Regions from separate parts of the Oryzias latipes genome. Here region 2 is linked to region 1. The links are chromatin contacts, called in public Hi-C maps. All regions are on one chromosome and are shown on one strand. The core of a region is the stretch at or near the end of the contact, and the rest is flanking DNA. Distances in the headings are between cores, read along the strand shown.

Evidence for each region. Hi-C and Micro-C count contacts between places; a contact is called where the count stands out from the background.
Region 2: a contact with region 1 is called in a Hi-C map of embryo, with 1.6 times the contacts expected there. The contact joins the promoter of LOC101171376 here to the enhancer-like site in region 1. A contact is called at or near these places in 2 of 5 Hi-C or Micro-C datasets (embryo and fibroblasts).

What each region holds. Positions count from the first base shown.
Region 1 is chr24:4,180,098-4,184,488 of ASM223467v1, forward strand. All of the region lies in intron 4 of foxn3 (forkhead box protein N3), which reads right to left. Among protein-coding and RNA genes, the nearest start is that of gtf2a1, 8.5 kb to the left of the region's middle. Within about 2 kb of position 1,429, at least 6 of the 8 cell types and tissues checked have an H3K27ac peak or open chromatin away from gene starts, as enhancers often do. A contact at or near this core is called in embryo, where this site is marked.
Region 2 is chr24:4,377,089-4,382,014 of ASM223467v1, forward strand. LOC101171376 (probable serine/threonine-protein kinase kinX) reads left to right here and starts at 1,266. Exons shown (of 32, transcript XM_023952744.1): 1 at 1,266-1,548. The coding sequence starts at 1,530.

The sequences.
Region 1 (4,391 bases), core at 179-2,678:
ATAAGATACAAGAATAATTTGGGAGAGTTTGTCATTAATATGATCGCTCAAAGGGGGTGATGTGGCGGAGACTGGAGGAGCCAAAAGTGTTTAAAGAAAACTCCACAAATAAGGAGCACAAATACACATGTCAGAGGAACGCCACGAAGCCCGGATGACAGAGAAGCTTTGGAACAAATCCTTGTATCCTCACGAGGCCCACTCCGAGCCAGGAACTGAAAATCTGCAGGGACAGTGGAATATCAGGGCTTATGCTCCTGAACCTTTGCAGAGACACAAATCAAAGCCACCATGCTGACAGAAGTTTCAGTTTTTACGCTTTCTGGGGCAAAAACGGTTAAGTAATAGTTCAGACTTCCAGGAAATGACCTCAGCTGCTTTTTAAGAAATGATTTTCCATCAGCGAATTTGAAGCATCTGGTTCATGTGACTGTGAGAAGACAATTAAAACAATTTCACTTATTCAGCTTTTTTATTTTCATTAAATGCTAAGCTAAACTAGCAGGCTGATGACCATTATCGACCTATTTGAAGCACAAAGGTTTCTGAGAGCGACTCCAGGAAAGAAGCAGCCGCGGCGGTGAATTTCCAAATTAAAAAAAACGAGCTCCTAATGCGGTTTCAGATTTTCCATCGGGGTCACAGTTTTTCCGCTGGTGTCCTATTTCTGCTGAAGAGTGGACCGTGGCGGAGCCGAGAAAGGAGGGATGCAGGATGAGGGGATGTAAAAGAAGTGCTGCCATTCCTCAGTCATCTCCTTTCAATAAAGCAGCTATGTTTTTTTTTTTTCTTTAAATCTCCCGGCTCCGTTTATAGGTCCCCCCCCAAATGATTTTGTCTGCTTTTGAGGTGAAAAATGTCCACATCCGCGCACTGCAGCATTCATCTACTGCAGCGAAAAGCTCTTTTTTTATGTTAAATCTCGCCTGTTCATTTTCATAAATTAATCATCAATGTTATGAGGAGGAATTTAATTTGCCCCAGGAGCCAGAGGCTCATTAAAACATACAAGTTGCAGACCCCCCCCCCCCCCCCCCCAACTCCCCATGTAAAGTCCTGGTGCATGTAGTAACATGACACACAAAGAATTAATTGTGATGGATCTGTTTGTGGTTCTGCCCATGGAAGTGGGCACTGTGGTCCCCCTGCAGGCCGGCTGTGTCCACAGTAATCTTATTGACTGCAGTTAGCGTGGCTCTGCCCCCTGATATCTGCAGCTCTGCTCTCCATAACCTTATAAGTAAGTCCCTGCTGCACAGAGTCTCTTTTGTAATCTTGATCACTGGCGGCGTGGCTCCATGTGTGTCTCCGTGTTTGCGTGTGGGCAGTGCATTAGGTCCCGCCCGGCGTGACATGCTCCCACACCCCTCGCTGCAACCTCAACCTCTCGTTTCTAGTCGCTAGTCAGCAAGGGGGGGGGGGGGGGGCTTCAGGTTGCCACAGCAACCACCCCCACCATTTTTTTTTCCTCTTTCACGTGCCACATGGTGGTAGATCAGAGAAAGAAAAGTGACTGAGGGAGGAGAGCGGGGAGACGCCGGGGCTCTGTTTGACTTTACTCGGCGACACACACGTGCACACGCACGCACATGCTCAGTACAAGCGCAGACAACCCTCCACTTCTTTACTTTGCTGTCTGAATTCCTGAGTAAACCCTTTTTTTTTTGTTCCTCTACCGTCCCCCCGTCCCCCCCCCTCTCTACTCTTTGTTGATCTTTTGTCATTCTATGCATAGGGGTGACTCATATCTCCGGCGGAGCATGCACGCTGTCTCTGCAGGTGAGAAAGCCTGAGACGTTTGCCACTGAGGTGCGATAAGGAACTGAGAAAGACCAGGCGCTTGAGAGGAAAAAAATTAGGACAAAAAAAAAAAAAAGACAAAAGAGAAGGAGCCTCCGTCTGCATCGGGGGGGGTGGGGGGGGGGGGTGACAGCCTTCCTCGAGAGAAGGCATCGCAGGCTGCCTCCGCCTGCAGCCCGTCTCCCAGCCACCTCCTCTGCTTTCCTGTTGAATGAGTTCCACATGGCCCAGCAGGCTCCAGTCCGGTTCAGAGGTCACTCCCAGCAGACCTTGAGAATGCAACTGTTTGAAAGTGGCCTCTTGCTCAGTCATAACACCCCCCCCCCCCCCTTTGCCCCTTGCTCTCTCTCATTGTGTATTTGCCTGCCTGGCTGCTGTGTTAAACTGAGAACAGGGTCTGCAGGCTGCATGCATGCTAATGCTGCTTGACTGACTGCCTGACTGACGGCTCGGATTGCTGGTGGAATGAAGTTGCTGGCAGTTAAACTGGATGGCTAACTGGCCTGTCCATCTGACGCTCAGAGGGAGTGTTTAAGTGCCCCGCTGAATGACGGGAGATCCAACTTGCAGAGAGGAGACTAAATAAAAGGAGCACTTTATTACTGTAACTTCATTTCAAGAGGCAGCGTGCTTCCTGCGTTTATTATAAAACACTTTCAGGAAAATGTAAACCCGTTTGATCATCTGTTTCACCACAATAAACTGGGGTCACTAAAAAGCCATTTTCTTCTTTTGCTATTTTTGGGGAAACGGTTTTAGGCTCCACTTTACTACAGAGGCCCTGAAGTGCAAATCACATCAACGCAAAAATGTTTTAAAGATCCCAGCCAAACAACTAAAAAACAAAACAAAAGAAATAATAAAATAACTTTTTAGATTTTAAAAATCCAAACAAAATTCTAGAAACGAAAAACGTAAAAAAAAGTAGAGTCCAGAAATCAAAATAGGAAACCAGACAAAGCAGGAATTATGGGACATCAGTGATTGGATGATGATGTGGTTGTTGAAGGGGTTTGACAGAGAGTTTTACGCCGCATGCCCCTGTTCTGTTGTGTCAGGAGGGGCATGCGGTGCATGCTCACGCACGAATCCCAGACTGAGTCCCCTTGTGGCAGTATACCGCGAAGGATCTTGAAGCTCATTGCACTCCATGGGAATCAAGTCCAGGTTTCCTGTGCACCTACCCTGCACCCAACCTACTGAGCCATCCAGCTTCCTGAAAGACACTACCTCATACTTTCTGGTTGAAAAGGAGAACAAACCTCATCATCCAATCAATGATGTCCCATAATCCAATTTCATTTTTTGAACATTTCATTTTGATTTCCAGAAATTACTTTTGTTTCCCAAAATGTTTCCTTTTTTTTTTGGAATTGTGTTTTTAGAAATGTGGTTTCGATTTCAAAATTGTAATGTTATTTTGTATTATTTGTTTTTATTTTTTTATTTTTTATTATTGTTTTCGTGATCCTTAAAATGTCTTTGCACTTACGGGCCACCGTAGTTTACTTTTAATATTTTCTATATCTGTAACTTTTAAACATGAAGTTGCAGAGTTAGATAAGCTAATTCTTCTCCAAGAGTTCTGGTACTTGGCCGGTCCATCCTGGGGGAGGATCCTTCCTTCATGTTGACACCCCTGGGTTTTTTTTTTTTTGTTGAGTGTTTCCTTACCCTGAAGGAGGGATGTCCTGTTTGGTTTAACCTGTTTAGTCAGTTAGTTTAGAATTTACCTATTGGATTGTATGACTTCTTGGTCCTTATGATTTTATGTTTACTATAAAATATGAAGCCCGTTAATATGACTATTGTTGTGATATTGGGCTATATAAATAGAACTGTATTGTAAAAAGGAGAAAACGGTACACATCTTTATAAAGATGGGGGTTAAAAAGCTAACTTAAAATACTTTGTTACATTTGTTTTATGATTAAGTACAGAAAAAAACGAATGCAACAAAAATTTAAATCCTCTTCCACTGCAAGAACAGAATCTTAAAAAAGTCTTATTTTTCGTTTTGCCAGGAAAATAACCTTATGACATTTTTTTATAGTAAAATATTCTCAGATTACAAAAACATTAGCGAGTAGACTTTTATTTTTAGTTAGACCATTTTGTCCACCCCAGTGGCAGAATTCGAATAAAACATTTTTAACATTTTCTAAAAAAAAACTATTTGAAGAATTTATGACTTAATTCCAATGGAACTGTTTATACACTGTTAATACAGTATACAGTTAATACATATGTTTACATAAATTCTTATGGGTGCATGAATACATTGGGCAGATCAAGCTATTTTTCAGGAAATTGACTCTAACCCGTAATTTTTACACCTTTTTCTTGCTTCCATCTGGTGCAAACGTTTTGATTCCAAACCCGACATTCAAGATTTGTTATCAAGTTGTTTTAACTTATCTCCGCTTTACAAAGACAGAGAGAATTCACAGTCGAGAATTTTTGTGTCTCATTTAGAGCTTGGCTCTAGAAAAATAAGAAAATTGTTATTAAAATGAGTCAAAATCCTTTTCCTCCATATTCTTGATAATAGAAAAGCTTAAATTAAGCAAAAAAAAACAACAACAACTCCA
Region 2 (4,926 bases), core at 16-2,515, 200 kb after region 1:
TTTGTAAAGAAAAACTAAATATAGCTCTGATTGATCAATTCATGCTGATGTTGTAACATATCACCTTTTTTATTCCACGGCAGTGGAATATATTTTAATCAAATATATTTTTTATTGTTACAATACAAGGGTCGCTTTATTAAGAATTAACGATGGTTCATTTTACAAATTAATAACATACAACATTAAAAAGTTACAACTGGTGTTTTTAAAGTTCAATTTAAATCAATTAGCACCAGAGGTCTATTTTAGGAAAAAGGCATCGTTCTTTGTAGACATTTTGCTAGTTTTTGCATCAGTTTTAAATTATTTCAGCCTAAAATCTTTGAAACCCTCATTTTCCGTCTCATTGTCCTCAAAGTAATGAAGTTTAAATAGAATTTTACAAACACAAAAGCTCTAAAAGCCCCAGAGATGCTGCATGTTGCGTTTTGAATATGAAGTCAGCACAGATGTCATTGAGAAGTTGAAGGCACACTTAAAGGTGGGATTCATGCTTTTTAAAGGTCACTCGTGGTCAGGTGAACTTAACCATCCAGCTAAAGGTGTGATGCCGGAGCTCCTGCATGTCATCCTGCAGATTACAGTGAAAACACAACAGCTGCAAGTTAAAAAAGAAAAGAAAAATGCAAAAGAAGGACACAAGAGGGCAGTAGAGGATCAGGATCCTCTTTTGACATGGTTCATTAAATCTGAGCCTAAAAGCATCTTATATATTTAATTGAATTTTGGTCATATTTCTGTACTCGCAATAATAATGTCTATTAATTTAATTGAAAATGACTTAATACTTCTATTCAACCATATTTTTGTTGGTCTTGTTTGCACAAAAGAATACAAAACTTTCTTTTTCAGCCATCCTGCTGCACGTTCTGCTCTCCACCTGATCTTCACAGACGGGGGGAGTCAGGAAGAGATGTTGGAGGGGAGCTAGTTGGGTTGGCATGCTGAGGTCACGCCTCTGGCCTTAAAAGGAGAAGCAGAATGCCAGTAGCAGAGAACCACTCTAAAAATAAATCTGGGGTTTAGCTTCCGAAACAGGACGTTAGTGCCTAAAAAGGTCTAGATCCAATCCGTGGAACCAAGATGAAGGTAGAAATACCTCAAATCCAAACAATTATAATACATTTTATTCAGTATTAGATCATATTCCACATAGGGACTATGCCACTGTACTGACTGGCCTGCTAAAGTTACCTTCAATCTGTCTTCCCTCTCTCGCACCCGTCAGCCTCCTGTCCCTCCTAGTTGATCTAATTTTGTCTGAGCAGAAAAAGGGGGGGCTTCTCTGTCTACAGTCCCAACCAGGCATAGGGCAGAGACCCCCCCGGCTACCCAAACTTGGTCTCTTCAGGTTCATCCACTGCAAAACTTTGACTCTGGAAGGGAGTTTCCACACGTTTAATGTTGGATTGGTTGTCATACAGTTGGATTAAACTATTCTTTGGAGTGAAAAAATCCACATTGTCTCTTTTCATGGACATTAATCTGGATTAAGACTTTACTGCTGGACAGGAAACTTCAGGAGTATGACTGAAGGCCATGAAGGTAAAGATTTAATGTTTAAGTTTCATTAAATCCACAGTAAATTATGTATTTGCACACGATTTTATTAGAAAGTTATGGTTTATTGTTTGCAGACTGCTCAAAGCTGCATTATTAAATGATCCATGCTTAACGTTACTTTATCCTGAATAGTCTATTTTGGTCTGAACCTCTTAACATCTTTTTGGAAGTGCTGTTTGTCATTTAAGTTGTGATTCATGCCCTTTTTATTGTAGAATTATTGTCTTAAAATATTTTCCATTGGTCTTTATAAACATATGACCAGTTTGTGTCCAATGCTGGGGAAAAGTACTGAGCTAGATCACTTTGAGACTGTTAGGAGAGGAAAACTTGCATATATCCCAACATTATAAAGGGTAACAAAGTATTTGAGCCAACAATGATGTCAACCCCCCGCCAGAGGTGAGGCTGGTCCCCGACCTGTGATGCTGCATTTGGCTGGCTATTCAGCTATTCACAGAGAGGGAGGTCCCAAATATTAGTGTTTCCAACAACTAACATTTTGTTTTCATGCTCAGCCTATTTCCTGTTGTCTATCTCCGTCAGATAGGGGGTGGGAGGTGGATAAGGGGAGGGGGGTTGTGCGTAGGTCTGGGGAGGGGGCTCTATTTAACTTTTCATGATCGTTTCTTTCTTTTTTTAAATTTTGTTTGGTCTTAATGTAAAGCACTTTGTGCCATGTTTTTTTTTAAAGGAACAGTGTCATATAAATGAAGTTTGATTTGATTTAATTCAAGCAGATTGTCAGAAAGTGTCTAAATGAGGTTTGAAAAGCATCACTTCCTCATGAAGGGATGCTGACTCCCATTAAAGAGGGGGACTATGAGCTGATCCCAGAATGACACACAGAAAGCCAAAACCACTGTTGCGTGAACGTTAACAAGTTTTAAACAAATGACAAATTTCAAAAGAATCACAAAAATCACAGGTTTACTGTCTAAACTGCTTTCCTCCAGCAGCTCAGACTGCCAGCTCTGCTCTAGTAAACGTCCTGTAAAGTCGTTGCAGTTCAACCAGAACGATGCTGATCTGGTCCTGACCAAAAGCAGGAAGCAGGACCACTCAGGTCGCTCTGTTGACAGACTTTTTTTTTTTTTTTTTTAAACTCTGCTTCTTCACACATTCCTCCATAGCAAATAGCAGTCTTTGACAAACCAGGTTTGAAGAAGCTTTGGAACAGACCTTCAAGTATAGACTAAACAGCTTTCAGTGTCATGCAGACAAACTTCCACTCTAACATTAAAATCCAAACAAAAACCGTTTTTCTTAGCTTAATGTGAAAACTGATTTTTTTTTTTCTTTTTTCATCTTTTAATGTGGTTTTAACCCTGAATTACCCATGGGGTCAAATTTGGATTTGGGGGTTTTGGGAATTGGTTTGTTTCAAGGAATAAACACAATAATTGAACCAAATAGAAGACCAAAAACAGAATAGATACATCACATTTAGTTTAATTAGTCATACATTTATTGAAAAATATATAAAAAATGCATATATGTGCATGTAAATATTCAGTTTCAATTACTATTAATCATAAATACACTAATTAGCACTTATGCATAAAGTACATGGCACATTTAAACCCTTAAATATTAAGTCTATCAAAAAGAGTTTAATTGTTTGCTTTAAAAGGAGAGAGAGGAAGTAAACTTATCCCATAAGTTTTACCTCTTTTATGCTGTAGTTAACTTTTGAAAAAGCTGCAACAGCTCAAACTGGGCGATCCACTTTTTAGATTCCTTCTTCAAATCCATTCAATAATATTTTGTGCGCACTCAATTCTAATTTGAAGGGACCGTTTATTATCTTTTTTCTATATGTCATGTTTATCTGTTTCCCTAAGTTTATACTTTACCACCACAAGTGCAGTACATTACAAAAATACATAAGTATTTATAAAATTAAATGACAAATATGAAGTACATATTGATTTTGAAAGAAGGCACACCCTCATCTCAGACATCTTTATTACAGATCCAGAATCAAAATTTTAGTGTAAATTTGGCTTTTTTTAAATTCATCAATGTTTTTTTTTATGTATTTATTTTGGGCTACTGTTAATTACTGCTACCCAAAATGATCAAAGAAAAACTGTCTAACTTGATTTGTTTAGAGAGAAAACTGTTCTTAGGTTCTGGGTTAAAATTAATCTTAACTAATAAAATATTTGTGATTTTAATGTTTCAGTTGTGATTCTATTGTTTAAGTTGTGATTTTCATCATATATTTGTTTACTTGCCATTTTCTGTAAGGGACTTGCACTAAATTATGCTGTTAAAATTAACCTGTTTTGCAAAGATGTACAAATTCGACTAATCAAATAAAATTGCATGCAAAACACAGATTTATCAGCATAAACTTTTTATTGGAAAATGATCAAAATGTTCTTTTTCTTTGTTTACTCTCACAATCCAGTTAATAAATAAGTGTAACAGAACTTTCGTGTGCTTCGACCGGTTTGCGTGCAAACAATCTTAATCAGGCCTCCGGACAGATGCCAAACCTTGAGGTTACTTTGACCTTTGGGAACCAGTCAGTAAACCATTCAGTAAAGGGCAAGTTGTCCTTTTTTTTGTTGGGAATAAGTTATTGTCCCTAGAATCTCAGAGCTTTTTTCCTTAGTGAGGACAGAAGGAGAATCCCGGATGAAGTACTGAAGTTAGCAGAGTAGCAAACTTATCAGTGTCAAAGCATCTTTACTTTGAACTTTCGTGCTCTTAATCTTGTATATTAGATGTAAAAATGCTCTTCTTGAAAAATGTTTGGACGCTCCAAATTGAGTAGATCTGATCATATTTACATGTAACCTGTGAGCTTTGCCAATCTGACATAAAAATTAGTCCTAAAATCACCGGAAACAGATAACATGCTGAAGCCTCTTTGTATAGTCCCGCCTTCTGCTTCATGATTTTAGTTTTATTTTACGGCAGTCTGCATGATTGGACTGCAGATTTTATACTTCAGACAGATTGGTTAGAATCTCGGGTGCATATGCAGAGTATCACGAGTGTGTGTGGCTGTGTTTTTAAAGGCCGGCTAAGCTGTTTGAGTCAGCAGGAAAGGGGGTAACTATACTGTAGCTGCCAGCACAAGCTGAAGAGATCGGACAGGTGGTCTGATCTCCTCTGGCAGAGCTACAGCAACAGTAGAAACGAGACCGTTTCTTTTTTATGGGAAGGAGGATCCACACACAATCATTGATTATCTATAGAAACGCTTCTCACACAACGGGACTCCTCTGTGGTCATGCTCTTTGAACATGGATGGACAAAAAAAAAACTTTGAAGAACGAAGTACAGCCTCAGTTTAGATCAACCCATGAAGGGAAATCAAATGGACCTTTATTTATAAGTTATCTA